Regions from separate parts of the Zea mays genome. Here all the other regions are linked to region 1. A link is a contact called in public Hi-C data. All regions are on one chromosome and are shown on one strand. The core of a region is the stretch at or near the end of the contact, and the rest is flanking DNA. Distances in the headings are between cores, read along the strand shown.

Region 1 (3,796 bases), core at 995-3,494:
GTTTGGATGGCTCCATTCAATCCATGCTATCCGCTTTTTATTTTGATCAATGCGAGGAAATGCATAGAAATCGTTGCCGCTGATCAGCACCTTTGGTTCTTCAATATAGAGCATATGTAAGCTAGTGTCGTGAAAGAAAAATGGATAAACATCAAAAGAAAGCATAGATCTAATATGGTGACTGTGGTTACATTCTCTGAAAATATTACCATGAACATCACTGCCACTCAAGTTTATAGCAGCAATTGTTGTGGTGGGATTCAAGCTATCCTTTCGACGATCTATTAAAATATATGAGCATGTTAGAAGTTCGTTGTGTTACTATATATATTAGAACCAAATCATAGGTCAAGTACCTTCCATCACAGTAACATAACGGTCGAAGTGAGGATCAAATACACCATCAGCATAACTGACATTTGGCGCACCATAATCGGGTGTAAGAGGCACAGGTGGACCACCAGCTGACAAGGTATACACATTGCCCAAAAGAACATGAAAACCATAGTGCACATGATTTGGTCAAAGGTGTCAGGCACTAAAAACAGATAGACTACTATGTGGTGGGATATAAGTTTGCAACATTTTCCACAATACTTAAAATAAACAATGAAAGTAAACACCATATACTTACAGTTTCTAAGTTTTTAATGAACATCAATTATATAATGTTAGTTTTAACCAAGTCTCAACAATAAGACCATAGCAGCCTACTTAGTACTTACTTCCTATTGTTTGCTTGTATAGACGTTGATCCTTGTAATTTGAGAACACAACAACACTCTTGTCGACTGCAAATGCACCACCTCCATATTCTTGAGCCAGTGTGCGTGCTGCAAATTCCTGAGGTATGACATCCACAGGATTATCCTCCTCCTTTACAATAACCATACGCCTAAACACAGATTTAGTTCAATATGATCAGGGGTGGATCTACAAATATAAGTTAGGAGGGGCTCGTTCCATTATCGTCTACCTCTAGCCCCTATTTCCAAGCTTAAAGCTTCTATGGATACAAATTTGAGAACTACTCCCTCCATCCCAAAATAGTTGACACTTTAGCTATGATTTAGGTATAAATTAAGTGTCAACTATTTTGGGACAGTTGAATGTATTGCACTATAAAGCAGATGTAATCGATATGTGCACCAATGGAAGCAACAAACATTCAATGATTGCCAGATACTAACATTCTGACAATATGTTCATTATACAGCAACATTCTTGTGACATCATGTTGATTAGCAATTAGCATGCAAGTGTGCAGACATGCAGAGTGCAGAAACAAAATGTAATATAATTCTGATTCTCAAATTACTCTGATAAAAAATATAAGTCCATCTAGTTTTTCCGTAAATCGAACTTTTTCTAGACACTTTCATAGATATGGCTAGTCAAAGTTTAAAGAGTATGGCCCAACCCTTGCATGGGAATAGAACGACCAGTCGGTACTCAGGTCCAAATGCCACATCAATGGGTAGCGTTGGATCCAGGCTTAGGCCCTGTTTGTTTACTTCCAGGATTATATAATCCAGATTATGACCTGCTTATGGATTATCATAATCTAGGTATCATAATCTAGATTATTTAAGCTAGATTATGATACCTAGATTATGACAATCCATGAGCAGGTCAATAGGTGCTTATATAATCCATAAGTTGGATTATATAATCTTGAAACAAAACAAACAGGACCTTAATCAGGTTGGGCAAGGCCACTTAAGCAACTTGGGTTTAATCAAAATATGTTACTAAAAACTAGCAAGCAGCAACACTAAAACTTTCAGAAACATTATCGCGAGCGCGTCGAATGTCAACGCCTTGGCCACTAAACCTCGGGAGCGGATTTCATTTACCCTTTCTCCTCGGGGCGGCCCTCGATCCAGAGAAGGCGTCCATCTCCAGCGAGAGCGATACCGCCGAGGCGCCTATCCGCGCCAGATACGACGTCCGCAGTGATGGGCGACCTCCAGGACCCGAACGGCGCCACTGTAGGCTTCTCGGCGGCCGGCGGCGCGGAGGAGGCGGCTGAAGAGGAGGACATGCGGGGCTGAGATGGATGCGCTCGCCGGTAGCTGAAGCTTGGGAGAGCGCGGCGGAGAGTGTGGGGCGGGGCTGAGGTGGGGCTGCGCACGGCAGAGAAGATGGAGGCGAGGCGTGTCGCCATTTACAGGATGCGAGGGTTCTGTTTTATATGTTTTTTCGGGGGCGGCGGAGGGGTTCCTCTTCTCACAGTCACAACTCACATGTAGCTGTTTGATGTCCCTAGCAAATTCTCTCTAAATTCCATCTAATAAAAAAATATTTTCTATCCTTTACTATATACTCTAAAAATTTTGTTCTCTATATCTTTTCGATATATTATAGTGTTAACAGATATCATATACTCGTTTTTTATGATTTACTATTAATTCGATTATAAGATATTTAAGTAACGCATAAAATAAAGTATATCTCTACTATCTCTTAAGAATGCAGCGTAGGCGTGCACAGGGTGGACGTTCTGCCCCCGACATCCTCCCCTTAGCTCCGCTCCCTGAAGCCGTGATCGAAGCCGCCATCAACGCCCTCCACCCCCTCCGCGCGCGGCAGCGGCAGCCGGCATTTCCAGCCCCTAAAATCCTATTTCCCTCTCCCACACCAGGCGCCGCGCCCGTCTGATTCCGCCCGCCAGCCACGCCCGCAGATCTCGCTTCGGCGCCCTGATTCCGTCGTATGCAAGGTCACAGCCCTGCCTTCCATCGTCGCCCCCATGCCACGCTCCCCTTCCATCCTCGCTCACTTCCAGCCGCCCCCATTCCCAGTTGAAGGAGTCGTCCAGGAACCAGGAACCCCATCACCGGATCAGGAGCAGCTGTGTCGCGAGCATGGTCGTTGCTGAGCTCCCGATGACCGCCCGATGGTGTCGGACCCCGCACCGCCGTCGGCACCGCGCTACTCGGCGTACTCGCTGCCGTCGACCCACCTCCCCGGAGAGGACATCCTCTTCTGCATCGACGTCGACCTCGAGGTCCACGCCAAGATGAAGTCCGCTGCCGTAGCGTCCTCGGATCCACGTCCACCGCGTCGCCGCAGTCCGTAGGAGCTGATGGTGCCCCGACGGTGGGGAGCATCGAGCCATGGCTCAAGTGCAAGGATCAGCCCCCGCAGCAGGGCAAGGAGATCCCGCAGACCAAGGCCGACCGGGCCAAGCTCGATGGCATGTACAAGTGCATCCTCTGCGCCTGCTGCTCCACCTCCTGCCCGTCCTACTGGTGGAACCCAGAGGAGTACCTCGGCCCAGCCACGCTGTTCCACGCCAACAGGTACACCACCATCACCGCCACATCGCATCCTTTGTACTGTGATGGATGACTGCTAGGTGGTGTATGCTGGATCTGTTTGTTGGTGCTGAATGATGTGTGATTGATCGATTGCATGTCATCCTCTGAATGTCTTGATGAACTGTTTGGTCCTTAGATGTGATGTTCCTATGTTGTATATCTTGCTAGCAGTAACACTCATGACAAGTGGTATCATGACTGAGTGGCTGCTGTGACTCTGATTTCATGATCTTAGTATCACAAATGAAGGAAATGTGTTGAATAGATTACTTAGACATATTTAAAGGCATCATGGTTTTGATTGTTCTTCTGGTATCTAGCTTATGAGTAACAAATACATCAGACTGGAACGTAGAGTCTTAAATTTATAGTGGATGTTTTGGTGAATCTATTCCTCTGATATTTTTTGGCAGTGGTGTGTTGAACTACTAGCACTGTCTGCTGATCTCATACAGTTATACTCCAACTCATGA
Region 2 (3,717 bases), core at 1,148-3,647, 270 kb after region 1:
ATTCCCGTCGGCTGCGGTTTAGCCAACAGGAGTTACATTATCCCCGTCGGCTTTTTCCCTGGCCGACGGGAATTATCCTGGCCGACGGGAATCATTAGGATTCCTGTTGTGGTCGTAAGCCATCGGGGAAAGTCTGACGTTGGTCTCTAAGTGTAAAGCGTCTTTGCATTGACTGCGGACGAGACATATACCTGCCCACCGCAGTGGCATGCGGTGCGTCCGCAGTACATAGGTTGCACAGTAACTCGCGCATATTTCATGCATCTGAGGATTGTGCACTGTTGTGGCATACCTTGTTTCCTCAAGCTCTTGAGCATACTCCTCTACCCCACTCTTTTGTCGCAAGTTCAAGAGATGCCTCATCGCTTATGGATACTCTTCTACTCCAAATTTGTCCCGGACAGCCCTACCAAATTGCATCCAGTTTCCAAAGCCTTGCTTCATCTTGTACACTTGCAACCACCTAGCATTGTTTCCTTCCATGTGCATGGATGCGGAAATCGCCCACAACGCCTTGGGAACTTGGTAGATGGCACTTTGCCAACAAATTCCAGGCTCCTTCCCCTGAAACCTGGGAAACGAATACTTGGCAGAGATGGTTGTCCTCGCCCCCTACACCTTGGTCATTTTCCTCTCTGATCTGATTCTGGTTCATCTCTCCTCTTCCCCGGTTTTAATCCCCTTGATCATTCACCTCTCATGATGAACCAGACCCATTACCTTCCAGTTCTCTGGCCATCACCTCCAAACATTGACACGCCACCACCTTGCTCGTCTCTTCCATTTGCCTGGCCAGAATGGTACGTTCTTCTTCTGCATTCTTCGCTACCATGGCGGAGACTTCCGCCTGTCCTTCCAAGCGATGATGCCCAGACTCCACCGTCTCCAACTTCCTCACCACTCGGTCCATCATCTGCTCCCACTTCTATTCTCCTTTCTATTATGCAGACGTCATTGCTTCCATCACGAAACGAGTCTGAGCAGACGGTTTCACGACTGGCGCCGTCTTAATAGCACCGAGATCAATGGCTTTGATACTAAATTGTCACGACTCGTGGCCTTGGCGTCGCGAAACCCTAGACGTGAGTTCATGACAATCACAGATACGACGCTTCCCTCACATAAGCCACCGATGGCGAACAAGGTGAACCGGTATGGTGTCTATTTTCTTTCAAATGATTTCTTAATCCCTTCTGGTACAACAATTATAAGTATTTATAGGCTAATATATGAACCAGATTACAAGCAAAGATTAGGCTGTAGTTAGGCCCAGTTTAACCCTAATCTCTGCCATATCTACATAGCACTCACCTCAGTACTGGTTGTGACAAGATTTTAATAGCAGTAGTATAGATTTCAGGTTAGTTTAGGTGTTTTCTGAGTTGCTCCTAGGCTATGCATCCGGACTAGAGATGGCAACGGGTACAAAACCCGCTGGATTTTGCCATCCCAAACCCATACCCGTGAAAAAAAATCTATATCCATTAAAAAACCAGTACCCACGACGAGTTTAAAATTTTGCCCAAACCCGTACCCATCGGGTTAGCGGGTACCCACGGGTTACCCCGCGTGTTTCATCTCCAATATGCTTGTTATTCTCATAATCAATAAGTATCGTAATGATTAATGAGAACATGGTCCAGAATTTATGTGATGAACAACGAGTTTATGATTTGGTATAAAAATTAATAGTAGAGAGAATGAAATATAAATAATAAGTTGTATAATTAAGTAACCATGCACTAAGTTATCTATCCACTACATATATAACGTTAGTAAAAACTATAATAGCAAACCAGCAACACTCTCGCCGACTACTTATATATTCACTATTTGATAAAAATTAGGAAGTAAATAGGGAGATAACAAGTTTTTTTCGTTTATAAAATAAAATAACAATATGCACTAGGTTTGGTCGGGTTTGAAAACTCATGGATTCACGAGTTTAAATATTATAGGAACAAATCCGTACCCATAAATCCATCGGATATAGATTTACTAATATTAACAAATATACAAATACGAAAATTAACCTAAACTCATAACACTAACGAACCATCGAGTTTCAGATAACCGTTGCCATCTCTAAGGGCATGTACAATGGGTATCTTAAGTTGTGTCTTAGAGTGTGTCTAGGGGGGTGAATGTAAAAAAACTCAAGACATGTATCTTGACGAAGACACAGTGTCTTAGCTCTATGTTCGAGACAGGAGACTAGCTGATTGGTCACTTTAATTTATTGAATGCTCTGATTGGTACAATGAATATGGTAAGACACATGTTTTAGACATGACCATTGTATTATGTCGTGTTTTAGCTGTGTCTTGTACTTAGAGGACCGTGCAGCAGTGTCTAGGTTGTACATGCCCTAATGCGGACGCCGCTTACGCTTCTGCACGTGGAACTGTGGAAGGCTGGAAGCCGCTAGGCGCTAGAGTCAGCTCGTTGAGGCATTCAGTCAACACACTGACTTCGTCCCCGTCCCGTCGTGCCCGGGCCTCTCTCTCACATCCACTGCCCCGACCCGCCGCCGCTCGATTGCGACCTGACGGCGGCAATGCACCCCCGCATCGCATCGGGCGCCACCGGTAAGTCGACCGCGCCGTACGGTTCCTGGGAGTCGCCGATCAGCGCCGCTGTCGTCTCCGCCGCCGGGAGGACCGCCGAGGGGTTTGCAATCGCTGGCGACGGCCGGCTCGTCTGGGTGGAGACGCGCCCCGAGGATGGAGGGTACGCCTAACGATCTAGTTCCCGTTTCCACTGCTGCCACTCACAAATTTTAGAACCCAGCGTTGCGCAAGATGTTTTTATCTCTAGCTGTGTTTTTTCGTCTTCAGGCGCGCGGTCCTCGTGAAGGAAGCGGCAGGACCAGGCGGTAAGGCTCTTGATGTGACGCCGCAGGGTTTCGCGGTGCGGTCCCTGGCGCAGGAGTACGGTGGTGGGGCATTCGCCGTGCAAGGGGACACCGTTGTGTTCTCTAATTACACTGACCAGCGTCTGTACAGGCAGACAATAGGAGGTAAGAGCAATTCCAACGAAGCACTCAAATGTGCCCCTCTATTTTTCAAATGAGAGTCCCTCACCCATATTTCATCTCATACTTCTCAACGCAAACACAATCCCCTAAGTTTCAATGTTGTGCGAAAGCTGAAAGCAATTTGGTTCAACAGCTTTGGTTTTTGGAAAAAATATTGTCAGCTTCTCTTAGTGACAAAACCCCATACGTAAGCCTCATCTTCTTCCTCTGGCCTCTGGGTGGATCCCCGGTTGAGGTTGTGCTCCCTCGCGACGGCGGATCCACGCTCGCCTGTATAGCGGTCGAGGTCATGCTCGCCCGCGGTGGCCAGGCCAAGGCTATGCTCGAGGTGGTGACCTCGCTGCGGGGAGGCTAGAGAAGGAACGGTCTTCGGAGCCGAGCACGGGAGAGGAAGGAGCATCGCCACCCGCCGGAGGCATGAGATGAGAAAAGAGTCACAGGATCATGGATGTGAAGAGGTTGGATATGGAAAACAAGAAAAAAAAACAAATCAATATTTTCATAACTAGTGATAGGTGGATAACTTTTAGAAGTTGTCCATCTTCAAAGCAGGGGTGAGCTGTTTTCAGTTTTGTACTAGGGCAAAAGCAGCTTTTGCCCAAAATAGTTGTGGCTTTTCAACCCTTTGGTTGGTTTTTTTTTTTTTTTTTTTTTTTTTTTTTTTTTTTGCAAAAGCAAAA
Region 3 (3,478 bases), core at 177-2,676, 380 kb after region 1:
AGTAAAAGATAATATTTATGGTTCTGTTAATCACCATGGCACAGTCAGATTAAATTGATGGAACCTGATAGGTTACCTGGTTTTATTTACTCTGCATATTGCATACAAATGAACTATTGGATAGTATTGCTATTGCTCTACCTAGTTTTTGGGTTAATAATACTTATGAATTATGGTCACGTTTCATTATGATATATTGTTGGATTATTTATTATTGTGCATATTAAGATCACAATGGTTAATTGGAACATGGAGCAACCACTCGAGACTACAGTGCTACCACAAGGGGTGGAACATGATGCTCTTGGCCAATCAATTAGGAAAGTTGGTGATAGATTACCTTACCTGAAAGGGGCAAGCGGAGAGTGAATCGCTATAGGGCATAATGCTGGCTGTAATTACTGCGATGGGGTTAAGCCCGTGAAAAAAGGCCTATGGTCCATTTTGCCTGAAACCGTAGCATGTTTTCTCAAGCTAGTGGAACTTTGTAAAGACATTACAGTGGATCTCTAGCTATTCACATTGGAAGTGTCTAAGGGTCCAGCTAACCTAGTCTAAAAGAGAAACATGTCTTGCGGGTAAAGATGTGCAACCTCTGCAGAGTGTAAAACTGATACATTAGTGGTGCTCACGGTTAAGAGCGGCTCGGACCGTCACATGAGTAAATTATGGAATTAAACTTAATCCGTCATGCATTGCATTGTGGGATTTATTATTCATTATGATCCATTATTTAATTTGGTTGGTATACATTTATACTTAGTAAACTGCTAATAACATTTTGACCAACAAAGTTAAAAGAAAATGCCTAACATTAACTATTCTCCTTGGTAAGCCTTACACCACACTTTTCCCACACTTATTGAGCGATGAACGTATGAGAGCTTTGTTATAATCACAACAGGTCAAGAACAGGTACCGCCGGAGGAAGATTGCTACGAAGATGAGTTCAGAGAGGACTAGGTCGTTGTCTCCTAGTCAACTTTGGTTGTGTAGGATCATTGTTGTCACATGATGTATTTTATTTAGCTATTTTGTACGAAACTTTTATTATATATTAAAGATGTGACATCAATTTCTGTGTACCCGAGTTATCATATGTGTGAGACTTGATCAAGTTACACATATGAGTTGCATCTGAATTTGCCTTTAAATTCGGGTGTAGATAAGTTTTATCTTTATAAAATTTATTTTACTTTATAATTTTACTTATTTCTCTTTATTAATATTATACTATATAGGTTTATTTAATATTTATAAAACTTTTATAACTTTTTTATTGAGTCTTGCCTAAATAACGTCATGTTTATATTTATTAGTGAAACGCGGGTACGCCCAGCAGTTACTCCCTTCACGACTTCCCTCTTGCATTGCATGTAGTTGTGTTCCCCACCCGTGGGCCCCTCGATTTCAAACCACACCCGGAAACGAACAGAAACCGATGCCAAAAAGCTTTCCACGGTTCCACCACGACCCCACAGCCGAGGCGGTCCAACGCAACAAGGAGAAGCAACAAACTGAAATGCGAAAGCGGAAAAATTTCTGGCTCCTGTCCTCCGCCCTCTCCCCCTCGAAGCGATAGATAGAATAGGGGCGGGCGCCGGGCGGCTTCCTCCGTCCACAGCCACAGCCATCGCCACCTCCACCACCACCTCCTTCTCCTCCTCCTCCCGCATCTCCTCATTGCAAAACCTCGGTTCATTTTCCTGTCGCGATCTAGGGTTTCCGGTCGCTGCGGCGCCAATGGCGGACTCGCGCCGCACCTGGTCCTGGGACGTGTCGGGGTTCGAGCCGCCGCAGCCGGCGACGACGCAGGCAGCGTCGGCACCGACCGCTATGCCGCGGGCTCCGCCGACGGCCATGATGCCCCGCCCCTCCGCTGGGGCTCCCCGCGCCTCGGCCGGCGCAGTGCCCGTTGCCGACCAGCTGGACCAGCTCGTGGACAGCGTCCAGGTGCTCGTCTCGCCTCTTGAGTTCTGGTTCGGTAACGGTTGATGCCTTTTGTTTTGTCTGGTTGTAGCTCGATTTGTCCTCAGGTGTGCCGCAAGCTGGTATTGTTGGTGCTGGAATGCCGCCATTGATGAAATATTTTGCATAAGTTGAGCGGGAAAATTGGGATGACTTTGTATAGCTCCCTTGACAGGTTTATGAGTTAGCAAAAGTTCATTGACACAGTGACACAGATTGTAAGGATTATTGGTGGCTGTGGTGGTTTGATTGGATACCATTTTGCTCGATCTATTTGGTTGTGGTGGTTCTGTTGCAGATAGATGTTGGGAAAATTGAAATTTGTTGGACGGGAACACCAAAATTAGAATGTGTTAGATTGACACAAATTCAGGTGAAGGGATGTGTTTGCCAGGCCCATGTGCTTTAGTTTCATGTGGTTGGACAGATGATGCTGTTGTAGTGTGGCCTTAATATGTTTTACTTGTTGAATTATTGCAAGTGTCAGAAGTAATATTGCTGATCACTGGGAACGAACGAGTGCAAAGAGTTATAGCCCCGCCTCAGTGCCTGGTCTACCCTTTTATCCATTTTTAGTATCTTTATACCATTTTTTGGCATGATAGTATTGCATCAAATCAGATTTGTTATTGCCCATTATAGTTTATTTATCCACTTCATGCTCCTTGTCTCCCTTTGTTGCCATCAACTCAGTTATTGCCAACTGACATTTTTAAACTCCTTTTGTAGCTTGCTAGAGAGGACTGCTTGGAGCTTAGACAGGAAGCTAGCGACCTCCTTGAGTATTCTAATGCAAAATTGGGCCGTGTCACCCGTTATCTTGGATTTCTTGCCGACAGAACTCGAAAATTAGGTAAGCTCAGCATCTCTTTTTCATGTCTTTCAGTAAATTGAAGCATTTCTTGTTCTGCTACCCTTGGATCATTAAGGGAGCACCCTTGATCATCATTGAACTCAATTTTGTTTTTTCTTCTTCTATGCATTGCTTTGGTTGATCTGATAATGTTAATCATCATAGTGTTTTCTTTCCTAGGATCAGTAACAATGAGCTTGTATGTTTCTTAACATAAGTTATATGCTCTAGTGGTGTTTAGTTGATCAGCACACCATATGGTTGTTGGTGTCTTTGATACCTTGTTCTCTTCTCCCTATTTGTGTACCAATCAATTGTAGAAGTGCCAAGGGTGTTTGCTGGCAAATATCAACTCTTGTGTTCTCAAATCCATGCTCTCATTGAGCTATCATCCTTATGTTTTATATTGTTTAATCTTTTCATTGTCCTCTGAGATTTCTGTCCTTTTTCTGCTATAGATCAAGCTGCCCTTGAGACTGAAGCTAGAATCACCCCTTTGATTCATGAGAAGAAAAGGCTTTTCAATGACCTATTGACCTTGAAAGGTACCCTGCACAATGTTATTGTACTTTCTGGCTTCCAAATATCTTTTAAGTATGAAATATTTTAATTGCCCATAATAATTCAATAAATTTCACCATCTTTCAGGCAATGTCA

What was found. Hi-C and Micro-C count contacts between places; a contact is called where the count stands out from the background.
Region 2: a Hi-C map of leaf shows a contact between it and region 1, with 5 times the contacts expected there. The contact joins the promoter of LOC103637875 here to the promoter of LOC100286291 in region 1. A contact is called at or near these places in 2 of 25 Hi-C or Micro-C datasets (both in leaf).
Region 3: a Hi-C map of tassel shows a contact between it and region 1, with 3 times the contacts expected there. The contact joins the promoter of LOC100384406 here to the promoter of LOC100286291 in region 1. A contact is called at or near these places in 3 of 25 Hi-C or Micro-C datasets (endosperm, leaf and tassel).

The regions. Positions count from the first base shown.
Region 1 is chr9:8,837,143-8,840,938 of Zm-B73-REFERENCE-NAM-5.0, reverse strand. LOC100286291 reads right to left here and starts at 2,244. Exons shown (of 18, transcript NR_182260.1): 1 at 1,857-2,244; 2 at 726-895; 3 at 357-464; 4 at 210-281; 5 at 1-121. It also overlaps the pseudogene LOC100272230.
Region 2 is chr9:8,566,735-8,570,451 of Zm-B73-REFERENCE-NAM-5.0, reverse strand. LOC103637875 reads left to right here and starts at 2,397. Exons shown (of 18, transcript XM_020544287.2): 1 at 2,397-2,730; 2 at 2,838-3,019. The coding sequence starts at 2,558.
Region 3 is chr9:8,458,091-8,461,568 of Zm-B73-REFERENCE-NAM-5.0, reverse strand. It overlaps LOC100384406, which reads left to right and starts at 1,426. Exons shown (of 23, transcript NM_001362358.1): 1 at 1,426-1,953; 2 at 2,698-2,821; 3 at 3,280-3,366; 4 at 3,470-3,478. The coding sequence starts at 1,744.